Linked DNA regions of Mus musculus: all the other regions are linked to region 2. A link is a contact called in public HiChIP or PLAC-seq data. All regions are on one chromosome and are shown on one strand. The core of a region is the stretch at or near the end of the contact, and the rest is flanking DNA. Distances in the headings are between cores, read along the strand shown.

What was found. HiChIP or PLAC-seq counts read pairs in DNA pulled down with a chosen protein or histone mark.
Region 1: an H3K4me3 HiChIP or PLAC-seq map of neural tube shows a contact between it and region 2, with 7 times the contacts expected there. The contact joins the enhancer-like site here to the promoter of Fgf12 in region 2. A contact is called at or near these places in 5 of 39 promoter capture datasets (cranial neural crest, frontonasal cranial neural crest, hippocampal neurons and 2 more), 1 of 484 Hi-C or Micro-C datasets (cerebral cortex) and 10 of 115 datasets of contacts at active chromatin or transcription factors (SST interneurons, VIP interneurons, astrocytes and 6 more).
Region 3: an H3K4me3 HiChIP or PLAC-seq map of embryonic basal ganglia shows a contact between it and region 2, with 5 times the contacts expected there. The contact joins the enhancer-like site here to the promoter of Fgf12 in region 2. A contact is called at or near these places in 4 of 39 promoter capture datasets (cranial neural crest, frontonasal cranial neural crest, maxillary cranial neural crest and 1 more), 2 of 484 Hi-C or Micro-C datasets (both in cerebral cortex), 11 of 115 datasets of contacts at active chromatin or transcription factors (SST interneurons, VIP interneurons, craniofacial prominence and 8 more) and 2 of 9 other capture datasets (embryonic tail and embryonic trunk).

The regions. Positions count from the first base shown.
Region 1 is chr16:27,522,548-27,525,247 of GRCm38.p6, forward strand. No RefSeq gene overlaps it. Among named protein-coding and RNA genes, the nearest start is that of Gm32356, 57 kb to the left of the region's middle. Within about 2 kb of position 1,449, at least 85 of the 459 cell types and tissues checked have an H3K27ac peak or open chromatin away from gene starts, as enhancers often do. A contact at or near this core is called in SST interneurons, VIP interneurons, cerebral cortex and 5 more, where this site is marked.
Region 2 is chr16:28,444,795-28,447,494 of GRCm38.p6, forward strand. It overlaps Fgf12 (fibroblast growth factor 12), which reads right to left and starts at 1,281. Exons shown (of 5, transcript NM_183064.5): 1 at 199-1,281. The coding sequence starts at 397.
Region 3 is chr16:27,452,287-27,454,986 of GRCm38.p6, forward strand. No RefSeq gene overlaps it. Among named protein-coding and RNA genes, the nearest start is that of Gm32356, 14 kb to the right of the region's middle. Within about 2 kb of position 1,390, at least 4 of the 459 cell types and tissues checked have an H3K27ac peak or open chromatin away from gene starts, as enhancers often do. A contact at or near this core is called in embryonic basal ganglia, where this site is marked.

The DNA.
Region 1 (2,700 bases), core at 199-2,698, 920 kb before region 2:
ATCTGATTTCTGTTTCATAACTCTGATGGTTGTATTGAACTGCTACTTTGTTACTAAACAAAATGCTCTCCTGCTAGACACTGAACTAAAATAGCTAGGGGCATGGTGATGGTGATGACACAGGTCTTCTAAGTAGCCTTGTGATTTAAGGAAGCCATATTTTTGTATTATCAGCCATTTTCCAAATACTACCCAGAGTGCTTTGCTCGTATTGAGTTCATTTTCCTTCCCCACAGCAACCTGTAAGACATACTATTAGGAAAGCAATTCTAAGTTGAGGAACTGAGGTGTAGACCTCCTCATTTACAATGCTCCTTCTCAGGAGAGTGACTGAGCACTCTATGTTTAAAGTCCATGTTTCTCTCTACAGGGCAAGGCCGCTGCTTATGTGGGCCAATCAGTTGTTCAGCAAGCTCCTGTTGAAACCTACAAGAGTAGACTGTTGAGTTCTGCCAACATAGCATTTCTGCTTCTGGGTCTTGAATCTAGAAGCTTGATGCGTAGTGGCTATGGCTGTGTGAAGTAGACACAGAGTGGCAAAGGCAGCAGCAGCCACAGTATCAGTGGCCGTACTTGGGTACCATCAATTTTTAGCTCTCTGAGGACACTATTTATATTCAATTTTGAGCCACTCCAATTCATGATATAGGACAGTCAGCCATAACCTGTGCTATGTCTTCATCTGAGCTTTAGTTTGTTTTGCTGGAGAAGGAGGGGTGCTAGCATAGAAGACATCTAAAGCATCCATGCTTCAGTATCCGACCGAATTCAGTGGTCCTCACCCTTCCTAAATACTGGGGCCCTTTAATACAGTTTCCCATGTTGTGGTGACCCCCAGGCATTAAATCATTTCGTTGCTACTTCATAACAGTAATGTTGCAACTGTTTTGAGTCAAAATGTAAATATCTGTGTTTTCCAATGGTCTTACGTGAGCCATGTGAAAGGGTTCTTCAACCCGTAGGTTGCAATACACTGTCCTAGGTGTTAGCTAGCCTCTAGTTCAATTGGCCTGGAGATGAGCTGGAGGGTAGACATGGATAGATATCTGCACTGGGTTGTGAAGTCTGTGTGCATAACAGAGGGAGTCTGTTTTCCATCTTGCTGCTGACTTCTGTAGGCAGCTGAGGAGATTAGACCGTGGCCCAGCAAGTGAGAGTCTGCCTTGAGAAAATTTATAAGGCTTTTATATTTATTTAGAGAGCAGGAAGCCTAGCCCAGCTCCCTGCTGCATGAGGCACTGACAGGAGAATTTAAAAGGGCTGTTTCATTAATTTTGGAGGGAATTTATTGCTGACAAAAGACTACATTATTGATGGTGGGAAGGCAGCGCTAGCCTAGTATCTGGGGAGCTGCGTGGGAGAGCCGCCCCCGCTCCTGCCTGCAGCCTCCTTGGCTCAGCAGCCAGGGAAGCCCTTCCCAGGGGAGGACCAAGGAGTTCTTCTGGCTCAGCGCCTGCAGGCTGCCAGCGTTAGAAGGCACAGGCTTTGTCTGACTGCTGCTGCAGGCTGAGGAAGGACACTTAGAGGTCGCCTGCTCCATCCTGCCTGCTGCCTAGAGAGATCTTGTAAAATGACAGTGAGCAAGCTGGTTTACCCACGGTGATAGAAATCAGATCCTGCTTGTGGCTTCATCATGTCTCTCCGTGTTCTTACATAGCATTAAAACTTCCTAATCAACGGTGGCAGGATGCGCGTGGGCAGCTTTCTCTGTGTTCTTTGCACAGCACTAAACTTTGTTTCTCAAATAACGACAATAGCTCATGTTTTTACAGTTTTCAAGCCCCATGGAATGGAATTGGTCTCTAACTTGGATTTTTTATTTATTTATTTATTTTGTACTGAAGTAATAGAAAGGACCTCTGTGCATTAAGAGGTGTTTTAGCTGCTAGCAAAATGCTAGGCCCTGGAACAGATTCGAGGTGTGTTATCATCTTCAATGATAAATCAATTTTGTGAGGTTGACATCTAATCCTTCAGTAGCAGCTCGGTACAGCTAACGGGTGTGGTTGGGGGTCTCAGAGAAAGAAATCAGGAGGGAGGATTCCCCTGTGTTTTTATAGCCATTCTATGAACTTTGCAGGGCTGGTTGAGACTGATGGGATAAGCTTCTGGAATGTTCTACCTGGGTTCTTGAGGATGGGAAGATGGACCATTCTATCAGGAATAGGATACAGAGTGTGCCTCAGCCGAGAAATGAGAGGCAATGTTGTAAGCCTAGTTAGAACCAAGGCTAAGATGTATGTTCTCTAATATCTGTATAGAAATCTCTGCTTGAGTATTATTTCTATACATGTTGCATGTTTACATGCATTTACTAAGTATGTTATTATATGCACATGACACACCTTTGAATTACATATGCTTGTGTATACATAATCATACATGTTTATTCTTCTACTATCAAATGTTGGAGAATAAAGAGCTACCCAGAGCATGGTTAAAAAAGAAGTGGCTGTATATCTTCTATAAAAACTTAACAATAGGAGCTTTATTTAGACAACTGAGGACAGCCGTAGTAAATAGGTTTTACTTAGAGCACTGTGGTTCTGTTCTTTCCATGTAAAGATTTGACCCAGGCTGATTTTTAGGTTGGAGGTAATTATATTTAGGAAACTGAAGGTCAGAAAATGGAAAGAGAGACAGATCAGTATTCCAGAATCCTAGGTGTTTGAAGAAAAATAGCCTGGAAAAATGTACATT
Region 2 (2,700 bases), core at 31-2,530:
TGTCGGTGGATGAAAGCAGAAAGTGTTTTCCCGAATATGGGACAAGCTATTAACTGACACAGGGTTGTTGAAAGAAGGTGGGCCAGCATGGAAGAAAGGAATTCTGATTCCCATCCATGAGCAATTCCCAGAAGCTTTGAAGGAAGGGGATGGGGGGCGTCAGCCTCTGGGGAGCCCACTGATTTGACTGCTACTAACCTGGTCTCCGCCTCACTGGCCTCTTGCGGCCGCTGCAGAAGCGCACTTTGCTGAACACCCCGAGGACGTGCCTCTCACACAGGGAGCGCCCGTCTTTGCTGGGGCTGGAGCGGCGCTTGGAGGCCGACACCCGGTCGCTGTTGGACTCCCTCGCCTGCCGCTTCTGCCGGATCAAGGAGCTGGCTATCGCCGCAGCCATAGCTGCTCAGCGCGGGCCCGAGGCCCCGGGCTCCACTGCGCCCTCGGGTTCCTGCTCCGCCGGGATGAGGGCAGGACCTCGGGGGCCTGGAGGAATAGGACAGGCGCGGGGAGGCAGTGCTAATATTTGAGGAGGTTGCAGTATCGAAAACCTGGAGCCCACAAGGTTAGTCAGAGTCTGGGCAGTGGCAACAAAACGTGTGAAAATCCGGATGTAAACTTCCCCAACCACTGGCGGCGGGGGCGGGGCGGTCCCAGGCCTTCTTGCGAAGTAGACGTTTGCACCCCAAACTTGCACCCCAAAGCGATCCACGTCCAAAGGGCAGTAGGGAGTTTGGTCACACTGCGTTCAGGGTACCAAGTGGAAAGGGGGGAAAAGATGTCCAAAATAACAAGCTGTGCCCCGGTTGGAGAGGCGCAAGCGTTGTAAGGTGTCCAAAGTATACCTACACATATATACATAGAAACCCGTTTACAAGGCAGAGTCTGGACCGAGGCTAGAAGCGAGCCCCCAGCTTAAAAATATATATAGTAAAAAGTGAATAAAACGTTCCTTTAGAAAACGAACCACCAACCGCGACAGAGAAGAGGAAGGCAGCAATTTAACTCCCTGTGGCCCGCGGTTCTGAAGATTAGGAGGTCCGTCCCAGCTGGGTGAGGTCTACGAAATGCATCGCACCGGCTGCGGTTCTCCGGGGGCCGGCACCCCCACTTCTAGAATTCCAAGAGGCGAGAAGTGGGAGCGGTTAACCAGACTCGGGGTAGGGGCGCGGGGCGGGGCGGGAGGGGGGGTGCAGCTGTTTCCAGCTGCGGTGAGCGCGCCTCTCCTCCAGCAGCACTGCAAAGAGAGCGGGAGACGAGGGAGGGGGAGGGAGAGAGGGAGATCCTCGAGGGCCAAGCACCCCGGGGATCCGCGGGGTCCCGAGAGCAGGCGCTCCCGCTCTCACTGCCTGCGTTCCGGCATGAGACGGGCACAGTTGGTGATTATTTAGGAAATCCTAAATCTGGAATGACTCAGTAGTTTACAGAAGCCCCTCCAAAGGCAAAGCTGCCGAAGGTGTCCTCCCCAGCTCGGCGCCCACACGCCTTTCACCGGAGCTCCCTGCCACCGTGCGCCCGAGCCGCCGCACCAAGCCGGTCTCCGCACAGGCTCCGAGCGACCTGGGCAGCGAGGGACGGGCGCCCTGGCGGACTTGGGATCAGGTCATCGCCGCGCCTCCGGGACCCCAGGCTCACACGCCCCGGCGGTCGACAGCTCCCGGCCGCAGCTCAGATAGGGGTTACCCGGCCGCCGCTGGGCCGCTCGCTCGGTCCCGCGCCGCCCATCCCGGCCGTGGAAGGAAGTGACCGCGCGCTGCGAGCCCCCGCGCGTCCGCTCGGGTGGGGCGGGGGCTGGTGGAGGGCGACGTCGGCTCGCGGCGGCTGCGGCTCTGGGTCGCAGCTGCCCACCATGGTCTGGTGCCCGGGCGCAGGCAGGTTCCCTAGGCCGCCCTGGGAGACTGCGGGAGGTAGCCGCGCGTGCCACCTGGACTCCCCGGGCCGGGAGCGGACTCTGGGGCCGGGGACAGGAGGCAGGTGCCGGCGGCCACCAACTAGCCCAACTTGCTGCGCTGGCGGCGGCTGGGAGCCGCGGGATCGCGGGGCGCCCCCCGCCGCCTCCCCTAGACCGGGAGGGGGCGCTCAGGGCGGAGTCCCATTCATGGGCAGAAGCTCGGGGCGCCGCCGCGGGCTGTCTCCCCCAAAGCGCTAGCTCCGCAGGAAACTCCAGGCAGAGCCGACAGCAGCCTCTGAGAAGGCGAGTGGGACAGGGAGCAAGCAGAGGTTGGAGTTACTCTGGCTCTTAAGGAGCTGGGAAGCTTTCCTGGTGGGACTGAATTAGGGGCTGGGCTTGTGGAGAGCTGGAAAGAGCCGCGCTTGAGTCTTGCTCCCTTTTCTCGCGCCCACTGCTCCCAGACTCTCTCCTTCCTCCACCCCCCCCCCCGACACCCTTCTCCCCCCTCTCTGTCTCTGTCTCTCCCCTTTTCTCCTCTCTACGCAATCCTACGTGATTGAGGTTTGGATGAGAAATTCACAGAGGCAGAGTGAGGGAACTGCAGCCTGGGTCTGCTGTGTCCAGTCCCTACCCACCCCACCCCCCACCCCCAAGAGAAGCACACACATCCACTGGCTTGTTGAAGGACCCTGGGTGAGCAGAGAAGAGAATGGTGCAGGAAACAGAGGTGCCATCTGCCCCCTCGCCAGTGACCAGAAGCATGTAGCATTCTCCAGGAAGGAAGTGCACACTGGATAAAGTAGCAATGACCT
Region 3 (2,700 bases), core at 140-2,639, 990 kb before region 2:
ACATACATACATACATATATTACTTTTTATATATAAGAGAGCACCACTAGGTTTTTGTAGATACTAGTAAAATTTTATGGCTCACCATGTTCTTTAGTTGAACTTAATGCATACCAGTACACTGTAGAGTAAAAATTTCAACAAATAGTTCAGAATGTAAGTCATAAAAGTACCTCTATTTTGTGTGTGATGTTTGTTGACAGAGGTGATACATTCTGTGAAGGTTCACACAGTAACCCTCATGACTAAACTTGTCTCAGTACAAATCACCCTGTCTTGTTGAAACATAAGTGAGTTGTGAGGAAATGGAACCATCAGCTCACTAACATCTCGACAGTATTTTATCCATGTAAGAGTTGTCCTTTAATCTTACTGTCTAGACAACTGGTATAAAAGCGTTCAGAAATCTTTTAAAAGCCCAATGCTTTTTCGGTTACTACTGACTTTACTGTTAAATACCCCTGGGGATCCTCTGCAGTTAATTTCTTCTCCAGCAAATCTAATAGGAAATTATACTGGTTCACTTTTTGTCAACCTGACAGACACTACAGTCAGCTAAGAAGAGAGGCCTTGACTGAGGAAATGTCCCCATCAGATTATCCTTAGGCAAGTCCCTGATGGGAGCATTTGTTTGATTCACAATTATTGTGAGAAGGTCCAGGTCATTGTGAGTGTTGACATCCCTCTGCAGATGTGGGATGTATACGAAGTCAAATACTCTCGTTGTATCTTAAAGTCATCCATATATTAAATCAGATATAGTCTCATATTTACCAAATCACCAAGGACATCAAAGCAATTTTTATTTTTTTTTTCTTTTGATAAAATGGTACCAATAAATATTTTCAAAATACTAGCAGAATCTTGTCACTTTTGTGCTTTTGGGTTAAACACAAGCAACATGCACAGAGAAATTTCAAAAAGTTCAAAATGTAAATCATAAAAGCATCTCTAATTTGTGTAAGGTGGTGCCCCACACCTGAGACTTAGCAGAACTTTGAACTTCCAAACTAGGATTAAGAGTTTGAAATGATTTCACTGCAGTATAATTTATTAATAAATCCCAGCATGGAGTTACTACCCACCTCAGTGTTTTATGTTCCCAAATGAAAGACACACATACCCAGACATAGCCTTTATACTTTAATATACCTTAAGCAGCGTGCTGACTGGTCAACTGCCTGCCCTCCATGCTGTTAGCATCTACCTCCCACTGTACTCTGAGTTCCTAGTTACTGATTTCTATGTCTTGGCTGCTCCTAAATCCAGTCAGCCATTTGGGCCATTTTCTTGGCCCAGAGCCCAGGGCATACTCCTTGCTTCTCTACCCCATGGGCAGCTAAACCCTGCCTATGTCTCTCTTCTCCAGCTATTGGCTGCTGACAACTTTATTTACCAATCAGAATTAAGTGGGGACAGGTTCCAAGAAAATACATGCAGACCCTCGTGTGCAAACAGTTTTAGGAGACCCGATTAGCATTAAAATACATGTAGGTACATTTCTCCTTCATTTTAGGGGAGGAAATAACTAGTGTTATTGTATCTGGGTTTCATGCTTTGACATGCAAACAAAACAAAAGCAGCTGGGTATTACAGAAACATGAATCCTCCCTACCCCAATAGATTCAGTGTTGCTTCTGTATATATGACTTTAGGGTTGGCAGCTTTATATTGTGTAGTCAATTAGGGGCTCATTCACTGGTAGTTTCTAAGAGTTACACTGTTAATTCTGACAGACGCATGCTTTTGTAATTCTCTGTGAAGATAGGAACTCAGCTGTGCTACAGCTAAGGGCCATTCTTGGTACTTTGTTTTAGGAAAACTATATTCTGTGTATTCATGAGTGAAACTTGATTTTATTACTTTACATAAAAATTAGAAAATATGCTATCAAATATCCGTTAGCCATACAAACTACTGAGGAATATCTTAGTTGCATAATAATCTGCAGGGTATACTGGAAAAATAGATGGAGTTTCTATCACATATCCGAGAGTTGAGTAGAAGGATGATGTTCATATTTATATATAATAAATAATGATATACAATTGCCTATAATAAGAAAATTCAATAATGGTAACTAAAGAGAGGGAAGAAATTCTGTGGATTTATAGAAGCTACATACAGAATATTTCTGATTTTGAAAACTTTGATAGAGTTAGGTATCATAAATAATTATGAAGTAAATTTTTATAATTAGTAAATTGATATACAACAAAGAATTTCAACTCTCTATATCTAGGTACCTATGTTAGCCCTAAATTTAACTATCTTTGTCCCTATGTTTTATTTCTTTGCTTATTTTTCTATCTATAGCTATCTACCTATGTATATTTCACCCATCTACTTCTGTTTCCATGTATTTATATGTTATGCATCACTTCTCCCATTTATCTCTGCTTCTATGTTTGTATCATCCACATTTCTCTTCCTGTGTCTATATGATTCTTTGCTCCCATTTTTTTCTGCTGCTATTTATGTACCCATTTAGCCACAGCTCCCCTTTCTGTTTCTATATTCTCATGAATTCACAGACCCCCTTTTCTTCTGCCTCTTTCTGTATATCTTTCATCTCTACCAATTCTGTGTCACTCTGTCCATGTCCTTGGATATTTTAAAAGTATATTCAACATCATCACTTCTGATAATGCCAAACAAATGATTCAGGAGAAATAATCACTATTCATGGTCTTATTTGAG